Linked DNA regions of Danio rerio: region 1 is linked to region 2. The links are chromatin contacts, called in public HiChIP or PLAC-seq maps. All regions are on one chromosome and are shown on one strand. Each heading gives the region's core, a stretch centred on a gene start, on an enhancer-like site or on the middle of the called end of the contact. The rest is flanking DNA. Distances are from core to core; before and after follow the strand shown.

The links. HiChIP or PLAC-seq counts read pairs in DNA pulled down with a chosen protein or histone mark.
Region 1: a contact with region 2 is called in an H3K4me3 HiChIP or PLAC-seq map of embryo, with 4 times the contacts expected there. The contact joins the promoter of ugp2b here to the promoter of ehbp1 in region 2. A contact is called at or near these places in 2 of 4 datasets of contacts at active chromatin or transcription factors (embryo and gastrula embryo).

The regions. Positions count from the first base shown.
Region 1 is chr17:25,768,329-25,774,175 of GRCz12tu, forward strand. It overlaps ugp2b (UDP-glucose pyrophosphorylase 2b), which reads left to right and starts at 4,200. Exons shown (of 10, transcript NM_001316890.1): 1 at 4,200-4,553. The coding sequence starts at 4,403. All of the region lies in intron 2 of wdpcp (WD repeat containing planar cell polarity effector), which reads right to left. It overlaps mdh1ab (malate dehydrogenase 1Ab, NAD (soluble)), which reads left to right. Exons shown (of 10, transcript NM_001355553.1): 5 at 892-1,067; 6 at 1,170-1,292; 7 at 1,406-1,555; 8 at 1,762-1,875; 9 at 2,089-2,178; 10 at 2,353-3,027. The coding sequence ends at 2,475.
Region 2 is chr17:25,455,238-25,461,413 of GRCz12tu, forward strand. It overlaps ehbp1 (EH domain binding protein 1), which reads left to right and starts at 4,001. Exons shown (of 24, transcript XM_073928528.1): 1 at 4,001-4,354; 2 at 5,827-6,176.

The DNA.
Region 1 (5,847 bases), core at 2,950-5,449, 310 kb after region 2:
TTCGTCAAATCCATAACGCATGTTTATTGTCCTAATTTAAAGTACAAAACATGTCTACAGATTAATATTTTTCTGATACCTTAACTCTTTGGTTAATTGTTCTGCAAAACATAAACAGATGTTTCAATATAATGTTAAAATATACTTTCTATGCGAATTTATTTTTTTAGTTTTTACTGCAATTGTCACATCCATAACGCTGGAATTGCTCATAAGTATTCAACTCAAAGCACCTTTAGTTAGAGCATAGGACTGAGACTCGATTTGTGCATGGCTGCACAGTTCCAACACTAATCAAACACACCTGATTCAACTAATCAAGGTGTTCAAAACTACTAGAGACTATTAAGCAGGTGTGAGTTGGTGCTTGGAGCTAAATTATGCAGAGCTGCGGCCCTTGAGGAACTGAGTTTAAGACCATTGAGTTGGAGCATCTTTGGCAATTGGTACAGAATCAAGTATTTTAGGGTACAATGTGGGTGTAAAGCTTTTCAGGTTTTTTGCCATTCTTCTCTGTAGATAGTCTCAAGGCCGATCTGCTGTGTGATGGATAAGGTCTGTCAGTAAATGGACATTTTAGGTTTGATGTTAGATTGCGTTCAAGTCCAACTCTGGCTGGGCCACTCAAAAATGGTAATAACCAAAGCTCGGTGGGTCCTGGAGGAACTCTAGTAAGAATCTTGGTTTTTCCAAACTTCTTCCATTTGATGGAGGTCACTTGCTCCTGTGAACCTTAAATGCTACAGAATTGTTTTGTAGTCTTCTCCAGATCTTGTTTAAACGCAGTCCTGTTTCTCAGCTCTGTGGATTCTTACTAGATTGGATTTGCTCTAAAATGTGCATGCATTTCCAGTTGTTGGACTTGTCTAATCTGATGAATTTGTGTTACAGAGGTCATCCCCACGGATAAAGAGGATGTGGCATTCAAAGATTTGGATGCTGCCATCCTGGTGGGCTCAATGCCAAGGAGAGAGGGCATGGAGAGAAAGGATCTACTGAAGGCCAATGTTGCCATCTTCAAATCCCAAGGGGAGGCCCTTGACAAGTATGCAAAGAAAACCGTTAAGGTGAATAACAGCCTCATGATGTATTGCTGTAAATTGCATAGCTAATTGACCAAGCCTGTAAATGTCAATACAATATCTTGACCCTCATGTTTTAATATGCAGGTCCTAGTTGTTGGCAACCCAGCCAACACTAACTGCTTAATTGCGGCTAAATCTGCACCATCCATACCCAAAGAGAATTTCTCTTGTCTAACACGTCTGGATCACAACAGGGCTTCCTCACAGGTAACACAAACTCTGCTGGACAACCCACCATAATGGAGCACAATTCAAAGAGATGGAATGGTTCAATCTATACCCGTTTCACACTCGCTCACACTACACAATATGTCCTCTAGGTGGCATTACGTTGTGGCATTGCACCAAACAATGTGAAGAATGTGATCATCTGGGGAAATCATTCATCTACGCAGTACCCTGACGTCCACCACTGCAAGGTGAATGTGCAAGGGAAGGACGATGCCTGGCTGAAGGGAGAATTCATTTCTGTAAGTGTCTTTGACTTTCTCCTCCTGTAGAGGTCACTGTTGGTCTATTTTCTATGCTACTAAAGTAATTAGGAGGATTATGATTTGAGTAATAAGGCTATTAATTTGCACAGGCAAACATAGTGGTCATGCAAACTGAATGTAACTGATTGGAATGATATTATCAGATTTATAATCTATTGTTCTACATCATTGTTCCTTCTCAGACGGTGCAGCAGCGAGGTGCTGCAGTCATCAAAGCCAGGAAACTCTCCAGTGCCATGTCAGCCGCCAAGGCCATCTGTGACCACATGAGAGACATTTGGACTGGCACTCCTGAGGTCAGCTTTTTAAGGGTCCTTCACACTGGTATAAGCCTATTCTGAGACCATCATTGCCCACTCTCACTCGCACACATTATGGGAGTTAATCATAATGTATAGCATACTAGTAATTTTATACACAATATGTTGATTGCACAATATGAGTCTCTTCTTAATTTAATTTTAAATTAAGCTATACGTTTTTACAAAGGTGTTGTGTTTGTTTTATAGGGTGAGTTCATTTCAATGGGTGTCTATTCCACTGGAAACTCTTATGGAGTACCTGAGGACCTCATTTACTCATTCCCCATTTCAATTAAGGTTTGTTATTAAAATTACCAAAACCTTCTTTTATCTATTCATTACAGTTTTCAACCCTGTGATCTTATTTACTCTGAATCTTGAGGTCAAATGACTTCTCTCATACAAATCATACTCTTTTAAATTAGAGCACAATTTGTTGTCAGTATTGGAACATGTTTCTTTTTTCTTCAGGATAAGAACTGGAAAATTGTTGATGGACTCCCCATTAACGACTTCTCAAAAGCCAAGATGGAGGCAACAGCAGCAGAATTAGTGGAGGAAAGAGACACTGCTCTCTCTTTCCTGGGTGTTTGACGACAAACTCAACCATCTACAACACTGTTAGATACCCAGAAAACTCCAGAAGCACGTTTGTAAAACACTCCAGTAAAACTGTGTTGTCTTCCCCTGAAACTGTTACACAAATTGTAGAACTCTGTGTCTGTGTGTGTACTTAACTTTTTCAGCTGGATATTGACTAATAATGCAGAATTGAAACCTAGTCTTGCATGGACTTTGGGTGTTTCCCTTCCTCTTTTTGGTCTTCCAGCTAAACACATCTTTTACAGAAGAAAGCAAGATATTTATTTATTTAATTATTTATAGACTGTCCTGTTCAGTTCAAAGCTGCATAAAGGAGGATCAAAGCCTGGAAAGGGCTTAAGTGGACATCAGCAATCAGAGTACATTAGGTCTTTCTGTGTCATTGTCCAGACTGAAGTTTCAGCTGTTACATGTATGACAAAAGTTTGTCAGAAACTGTCAAGTAACATTTCATGAGTTAATTTAAGAGCTTTGGTTAATGTAATATGATTTTATGTAGAATCCAGCAATAAAACAAACATTAAAATACATTCTTGAATGTAATACTACTGTTTTATTTGTTAAAAAAAAGGAAAGAAAAAAAAAAATATATATATATATATATATATATATATATATATAGTTTACAATGTCTAGAACAATGTCTAAAACTTACAAATCACTAGTCAGTGCAATTTCATACATATTGTTCAGATTAAGAATATTTTTTTCACCTATATTTTTTTCAAGATAATATTTTTCCAAAAATAAGGAATATTGAACGTGTTTTGTGTAGCATAACATGAGGTGTATGAAAGGATGTCTGGATGTTTTATCCTGCAAGGTCACTTTTTTTTTCTTCTTTTTGCAGACGTGGCTTGCCTTCTATGTTGCCAAATCACAGTAGAAAAACATTTCTTTTAAATAATTACAGTTTTATAAAATAATAGTTTTTATGTATAATTGGCTTAAAAATACAGATTTTCAGCAATGAATTTCAATATTTATATAGATTTGGTGCTATTATCCATGCTACTACAGTATTAATACGTGTCATAGTAATGTTTCATTCCACAAAAGATGACAAAGAGATCATCGTATTTGCCAAACAAGCAAACAAAACACAACCTGCAGTGGTTCCCAAAGTGGGGGTAGCGGGACAATTATGGGGTCGCTTTGTGGTTTCCAATTGTAAAATACATTTATTAAAACTATTAGAACAACTATTTTTTATCCATTACCCACAGAAGATAAACAATATTAGTTAATGGTTCTTAAAAACACCAGGGTAAATTTTCAAATACAAATTTGCAATTAAATAGAAAAAAATTAATACAGACCACAACTGAACATTGAGGATGATCTCTGTGGCAGTCTCACCAAAAATAGACTTATGCTAAAACATTGTCCACAAATTTATACAGGCCTACTGCTTTGCGTGCAACATTTGTATATTTATAACTACCTCTGAGGAATGTCGGGGTCACAAGTCACTGGGCTTGCCATACTGGCATTGTTATATTGAGATTCGTGGGCTGAAATGGTTGGGTACCCCAGCTATAAAGGATAGCACTCCACAAGTAGCTTGTTGATAGAGGACATGGCAACACTATAGACAACCAATGAGAAACACCTCAGGTAAAATACTGTGCTCTCATTGGTTCTTGTGAATTTGCATATTTCCTTTTGGGGTTAAAGCCACTCAATGCTATAATAAAATTTGTATTTTTTAACTTCACAAATTATAAAGAACCGATTTATTTTCCTTTAAGATAATAATAAAGTGTACATGTATACTTTCCTCAATCGCCATTAATAATACTGAGTAATATAAACTGCTTAAAATGGGTGATATGTGACGAATAAATTGTTGGCAAGTAAACAGGCATTGTAAGCTAACACATTTTCAGGGTATGATGTTAAGGACAATTTTAAAACAATGTTATAAGTAAAGCACTTCCGCAGTGTGCCTATGACCCGCACTGCTGGTTTACGAGAGAAGAAAGTTGGTTGGCTAGCGAGGAAAACACGTCGCTGTTCCGGAACAACCTTCAGCAGCTGCCCAACAGCATCCTCCTCCAGCTTGCAGAGTAAGACACTTCAAATATACTTTCACATTCGCTTTGCACTTATATTTTACCACCACAAAACCACCTCCTTTGTCGTCTTCCTGAACCACGTCTAAAAGCGACGATTTTCGATGCAAAACCATCGAGCATCTCTCATATATAGTCAGGAGAAAACATCGCTGTTCACTGTCTGCAAAAGTACTGACGAAAATACTGCAACAACGCGTGCAAATCCATGTTTAACGATGCTGTTGCGACGACAAACATTCAAACTCGTATTATAAGAAAATAGAGTATACAGCTGATTAACTTCGCCGACAAAAAGAAACAAATTTGACCCTAAGGACGCGATCCGGATCGGGTGGACGTGAGCGCGTGATCGTGCAAGGGCTGATGTGACGTGTCGTAAATGACGGGCTGCGCGCGAACGCAGTTCCTTCACTTTCTTACACACAGCAGGGAAGCATATTTCACGGTTTGGTACAGCACACAGTTTCCTTAAAGCAATAAATGCTCTGTGAGTAAAGGTCGCTGTTTATTCACCATGAGTTACTCGATAGTCAGTGGGAGGAGAGAAAGAGAGAGAGTAGGTTGACTTAAAAGCGCGTGAACGGTAGAGGAAAGCGCTCTTCAACAGAATGAGAAAATCGATCAGCTGACCTTCTGTCTTAACACTACTACCGATAAGCTTCGCATACTGAAAGGATTGTATTTGCGTTTCCGTTGTCCCCATGATTTAAGCGGATTTATCAAAAAAACTGGATTATTAATGTTGTGATAATTAAGAGCAATTAATTGAGTTTAAAGGACAGAGACATTAGCAGTATGTCGCTTTACGTTGAAGGTAAGAACTTGCATACATTTAGTTTCTTTAAACTTTATACATGACTTTTATACTCGTTCTTAATTTTAGGTCGATGTCACTGTTATTTAGGGATAAAATAGATCGTATTGCAGTGTGAACAAGCTGTCAGTTGAATTCAGATGAGAGTGAGAGCTGAATGGACCCCTCAGTCTATGCTGTATGATACACTGGGAAAGTTGCTCTAGAAATGTGGCTAGACTGAATTGGAAAGATTGTACCGTGTAGACTGTCAGTCTGTTCTTTGGTTTGGTTTGGCTGTAAGAAGTCTGGTTCTCTGACAGCTATTCATTTGGCCTGACAGTGTCTGTAATTTAAAAAGATTTTATATTGAACTCTATTATAAAGGATGCTTACTGAGTCCTGTGTCTGCTTGTGTCCAACAGTATTTCGGATGTGCAGTCTGATCTAAAAGTATGAGGTCACGTTGAAAATCTTGAATATGACATCTTA
Region 2 (6,176 bases), core at 2,751-5,250:
AGTGACATAGAAGATCTTATTATATATTACCAATCCCTAATCTGCACATTAACTCACATTTACTCTTGCTCAATATAACATCTAGAGCAGGGGTCATCAATCCTGGTCCTGGAGGGCCGGTGTCCCTGCAGGATTTAGCTCCAACTTACCTCAACACACCTGCCTGGATGTTTCAAGTATACATAGTAAGACCTTGATTAGCTTGTTCAGGTGTGTTTGATTAGGGTTGGAGCTAAAATCTGCAGGACACCGGCCCTCCAGGAACAAGTTTGGTGACCACTGATGTACACTCAACGGCCACTTTATTAGGTGCACCCTACTACTTAGTACTGGGTTCAACCCCCTTTTGCCTTTAAAACTGCCTTAATTCTTTTGTGATATAGATTCAACAAGGTACTGTAAAAATTTCCTCAGAGATTTTGGTCCATATTGGCATGATAGCATCACACAGTTGCTGCAGATTTGTCGGCTGCAAATCCATGTTGCAAACCTCCTGTTCCACCATTCATGTTCATTATCCCGAGGTCTCCAAAATCCTAGACCAGGCCGTATCCTGAGCAGAAGCTTTGGTGGTCATGGACAAGTGGGGAGCTTGAGATTGATTCCTGAAAGACCCCAGTGACAGAAGAGTCTCTGCATTCATCCTGAAGCCTGTACACCCGCCGATGATCTACTCATACACACGCTGTTTCTTCATGATAGACATCCAGCGTTCTCCAGCTTCTGGCACCAAGGCTGCAGCTCTGCACAGGAAGTTTGGCCAGAGGAGAAATGGTCGTGCCCAACTGAGCCTGGTTTCTCTCAGGGATTTTTTCCTTCACTTTCATCAATTGATGAAGTTTTGTTCCTTGCCGCTGTCGCCACTGGCTTGCTAGGTTTGGGACTTGTGGAGATGCGCATCGATGGATTTGCTCTTCAGAGTTTGGACTTTCAGCAGTGAAATTTAAATCACACTGAACTGAACTAAACTGAACTTCAACTCTGAAAGTTGGACTGACAGTTTCAGTTTACTAGAACTTTCATGTTAAGCTGCTTTGGCGCATTCTACATTATAAAAGCACTATAGAAATAAAGATTTTAACTGAAAGTCTTCAACCTGGCTGAATAGAAAAAAAAATACGGTTTTGAAAATAGCCTTGTTTGTGTGGATAGGGCCTTAGATTTGTTTTGTTGTTTCTAGAGAATCGGAATCGTGCATAAAGTCTCCACCCTGCTCTGGAAAGTAGCAGGAATATATATACACACACACACACACACACACACACACACATATATATATTATTCATATAAAATACAAATCTGTTAGCTATTTTGTGATGAAACTTCACAGAGAACTATTTTACATCCTAATAAATGGGAATATGTCCTTTATAAAAAATCTGGTCAGTTTTCTTACATCACAGAGGAGCTGTTTTAACATCTTATCTGTGACAAGATGGTGTTGGCAGCTCTTGAGCCTCCAGAGCAGTGGCACGAGAGGTTTAATGCTGACTAACACATGTCCTAAAGTGTTGGCAGCCCATAAAGAGCAGGATCTGATGTACAGGCTTCTTGAATCTGACACATGGCAAAGGTGTCTGATTAGTTGTCTTTCAAAGAGCTCTTGGCACCACAACGCTGCCGTCAGGATGTTTCGACTCCCTGTGGACACTGTGGCTGCTTTTGAGTAGAGATCACGCCCTCCTCTGCCCTGTATGCCCACATCTTCTCATCTTCTGACACACACACACACACACACACACACACACACATCCGTTCATCAGGGAGGAAACCCAGCTCATGCACTCAAAGATAAGTATCAAGATGCTGGAGAAACAGCAGAAAGAATCTGTGAACTCCTCCCTCCACAAACTCACAGACATATGGGTCTTTGCAAGAATGTTGGCTGCTTCAAAGCATTTTTTGACACGTGGTGTGTCTCTCTGTAAAGGCAGGCATCAAGATTTTTCTGATAAGCGTGTGAATGAACACTTTATTCAGGTTTATAAATTAAATTAGTTAATTATTATTTTTTATTATTGTTGTTATTATTATTACATGAACATATTTCTTACATAAAAGTGTAAAAACACAAAAATAAAATTATAATACGTTTATTTTTATATTAAGATATTGCTAAAATGTTTCAATTGGTCCGGGCTTTTGCTTAAAACTAAAAAAAAAAAAATATATATATATATATATATATATATATATATATATATATATTTATATATATATATATATATATATATATATATATATATATATATATATATATATATATATATACAGGGCTCGAAATTAACTTTTTTACTTGGTAGCACCGGTGCTCCCAACTTCAAATATTTAGGAGCACCAAAAAATTTTTAGGAGCACCAGAAAAAATTTAGGAGCACCCACCAAAAATGAATGAGCACCGCTGCAAATTGTTTTTTAAGGGATTTATTGTATTTTAAAACAACATTAATAGGACTAACAAAAACCAGAAACAACTATCTAACTAATGCTGCGAAGACATTGATATTTGTGTGCAATAATTCCAAAATGAATGTCTAATGATTAGGCCATAGAATATTAATGATGATGAAAATGACAATAATAGTAACAATGAATTCCATTTCTCATTATGATACTGCCTTGAATGTGCATGAATGTAGGTTATCTGCTATTAAAAGTCTGTTACTTTATGAAAAATAATTGTATAGTTTGCATCAAACAAAAATGAAGCATTGCAGTAAGAAATATTAATTTTGTACTGCTGTTTTTATATGCATGTCAATTTAATAAATAATATTTCTGCTACAAAACAAACAAAAGATTATAATAAATCATTCAATTCAATGATGAAAGCTGCAAAGCAGTCATCAGTAAATAAATAAAAAAATAATATATACCTTAAAAAAGAATAGACAAAAGAAAGAAAGTAAAGTCTCGCTTCTATCACTCTTTTAAAGTTTTGGTTTCAGTTTGTGTCAATTTAAAGGTTCAGTCTGAGATGATCTTCATTTTTCTGTGTTTGTGGAAAAGCAGGCGAGTCAGCCAACCCAATTAATAAGTAGGCAGCGCAAGATTCTTGCGCTAACCATCGGCGCAAATCCGGTCTTTGTTATGAGCCGCAGTTTCAGTGTAAACTTAGTAAAGGCGAGCTTCTTTGGCGATGATATGTACAGTATTAGATTTGACTTTCAGCGGACATTTGCGCTGAACACGCAGTGAAAGCGACACATGGAGATTCGGGCACCTTCTCCAAGAAGCGCGTACTCGATTGATCACAGCTGGCGGATCATTATTCACCACGTGACGTGTCATGATCGCTTTCATCTGCGCCTCAACTTTAGGTGGGGTTTTCAAACTTGTGAGCTTTAAGTTTTTACTCTTCAGCCGTTTGCATTTCCTGTGGTCATAAAAGCTCCTTCCCTGTCATCTGACAGCGCAATACCTTGAGTGAATGACAGCTAATATGAACCAATATAGAGGCAGGGAAGAGCGATTCAGCACGTTTTTAGAAAAAAACAAAACAGGTCGCACTACAACCATTATCTGCAGTCGCACTAATGCGCCCAAATATATTATGAGGTCGCATAGATTAATTTTCGGGCGCATATGCGACCAAAATGGTCGCAATTTCGAGCCCTGATATATATATATATATATATATATATATATATATATATATATATATATATATATTTTTTTTTTTTTTTTCATTATTCAAATCCCTTGATTTCATTATACAAATCCCAAACATATCCCCTCATTTAGTTTTCCTCTTTATTTCACAGGAGGAGAGGGTTTACATTACTTCTGCTGCTAGTCAGCTCAGTATGCTTGCTCACTCACACACACGGGCGGGTTAAAGATCTCTGAAAGATGTCTCTGTCGACCAATAGGAGCGAGCATTGGAAACAAAAGCGTTAAGAACTGTCATGAATATGTAAATATATACGGCTCGGCAGCCAATGAGGGGCGCGTGGGGGCGTTTCTCGGAGACTCAGCACAGATGTTTGACTGAATGTGGGATTGGGGAGGAAAATGATGGAGTCTTGATACGCTGAGTTTGTGTGTGGATAAGAAAACAGCGCAGGAATTTCCTCCTCTCGACCGGGAGAACCGCCGCTGCTGCTTGCCTTCAAACTCCTCAGTGCGGTCGTCGCCGGTATACGCCGGAGAGCCCTAAGGATTTCGGTTTAGCTGGCGCTCTTTGCCCTGGGATAGCCTGTCTGGCTAAGGTTAGCCTAGTCTGCTAACGGAGCTCTATGGGGATATCCATCCGGAGCGGCTCTTTAGCTCGCTAGCGGCTGAATGCAGCCACGCGCCTCCCGCCGCAACGGGCGCGTTCAGCCGCTACTGCTGCTGCTTCATTATTGACCGGGTGAGTGCAGGAATGCGGCCGAGATGTTTAGGAAAATATCACGATAAGTGTCTCTGTGATTGCACGAGATTCATTATTGATTAGTGGGATGAATTCTTAAACCGTATTGCTAGTCCGGCGTTTGTAAAAAGACTGCGACTTTAAAAGAGGATCTTTAACCAGTAACCTGAGAGCAAATACCTTGAAGTGGCTGATGAAGAGGTCAGTTTGACAGCACTGACAGTGTAGCAGTTGTGGATGAGGAGGAGAGTTGTCTACAGACGCCTTCAGCAGCAGTCTTGTGTTGATAGAACTGTATGCTTGAACAGCAACAGTTGTGAGCATAATTTAAATGATAATTTAAAGATGGTCATTACTACTTTTAGCTCCTATTGAATCTTAAATTAATAATATTGCTTGATTTCAGGTTTATTTATAGTAGTTTGACTGCATGAAACAAACAAACACTACAGATAATCTAATTGTAGCCTAATTGACATTCAGGCAGTAACACGTGAGTAAAAGTGGACTTGTACTGAAAATTGTCACAACTGTGATTTTTCTTGTTGTCATTGTAAATAAAGGGAATAGCAGAGTAATATTTAGTTACCTTCTTCTACATTGATAATATAACAGCCTAAGGTGTTTCTTAGCTTTTGTTTCAATGCTGGTAAAACACTATTTATCAAACTCGTGTATTGTGTCACTCTTTGGCTAGAGCAGAGCATTACTGTGAAAATGGTAACTAGTTTGATTGGTGTTATGCAACTGTTACTTTATCCATCAGCCTTGCTTTTGAAAACATTTTTCTTATTAATTTTTCAACAAATAGGGTTTAGATATTCAGGTTCTGAAATGCAATAATCAAGTATAACAGTAACACTGACTGGTCTTCACTCTATAAATTAAATACAGTTGGAAAGCTGGAAACATTATTGTTTACTGTGCTTTTTTAATTTAAAACTCATGTGGAAATTACACCGTAATACTGTGGATATTTAAAATGGGCAGATGATAATATTTTTATGATGAAACCTTAATAATTAATCTACAAATCAGCAGTCATCTATGATCCTCCTTGACATCACACATGATGTAGATGCATAGATAATATATATTGTGCAGGGGTGGGTAATAACAACAAAAATATTTTTGATGTTTCAGAAATGCTTGCATGTCTTTGAAATAATTGCAACTGGTCCAGCAGATCTAATCTGCCTGCATTCTGCTGGTGTTATGAAATTTGGTGGCACAGCTAAACAAGTCTCTCAAATGTCTCTTGATATCATCGCTTTCCATTGCTATTCACTGATACCTGATAAGGATATTCTGTTGCTGCTATGAATCACTGCTTAAATGTAGGATTTTAAAGACTATTAGTGTTTGAACGCAGAAAAGTAAAATTAAATCTCGACTGTTGAATTAATGGATATAATTTTTTAGTAACAAGCTTTATCATTCAGATCTAACCGGCTCCCTCTTTGTCTCTGTAGGTTTATTGACACATGGAAATGAGGAATATTGGATTACCATGCACTCCTTGTGTTTATTTTGAGGGATTTGCTGTACGGAATGAGCTCTGTGAGTGCTGTCAGTCACTCCGGCGGATTTAACAAGTCATGCCATCATGCTGATCTGAGATCATCCATGCTAATGTTTTGATAGCAAGGGATCTAGGTGTTTTTTTCTTTTTCTTTACCTGATTTAAAACCCCTTAAAAATCAATGAATGCACACAAGGCAATTTTGGAGGGATACTTTTGAGAACTTTTCCAGGAAAAGGATTTGTGAGGAGGTGGCGTCAGAGAATACGACAGTGTTTTTAAACAAACTGTCAGCTCTTT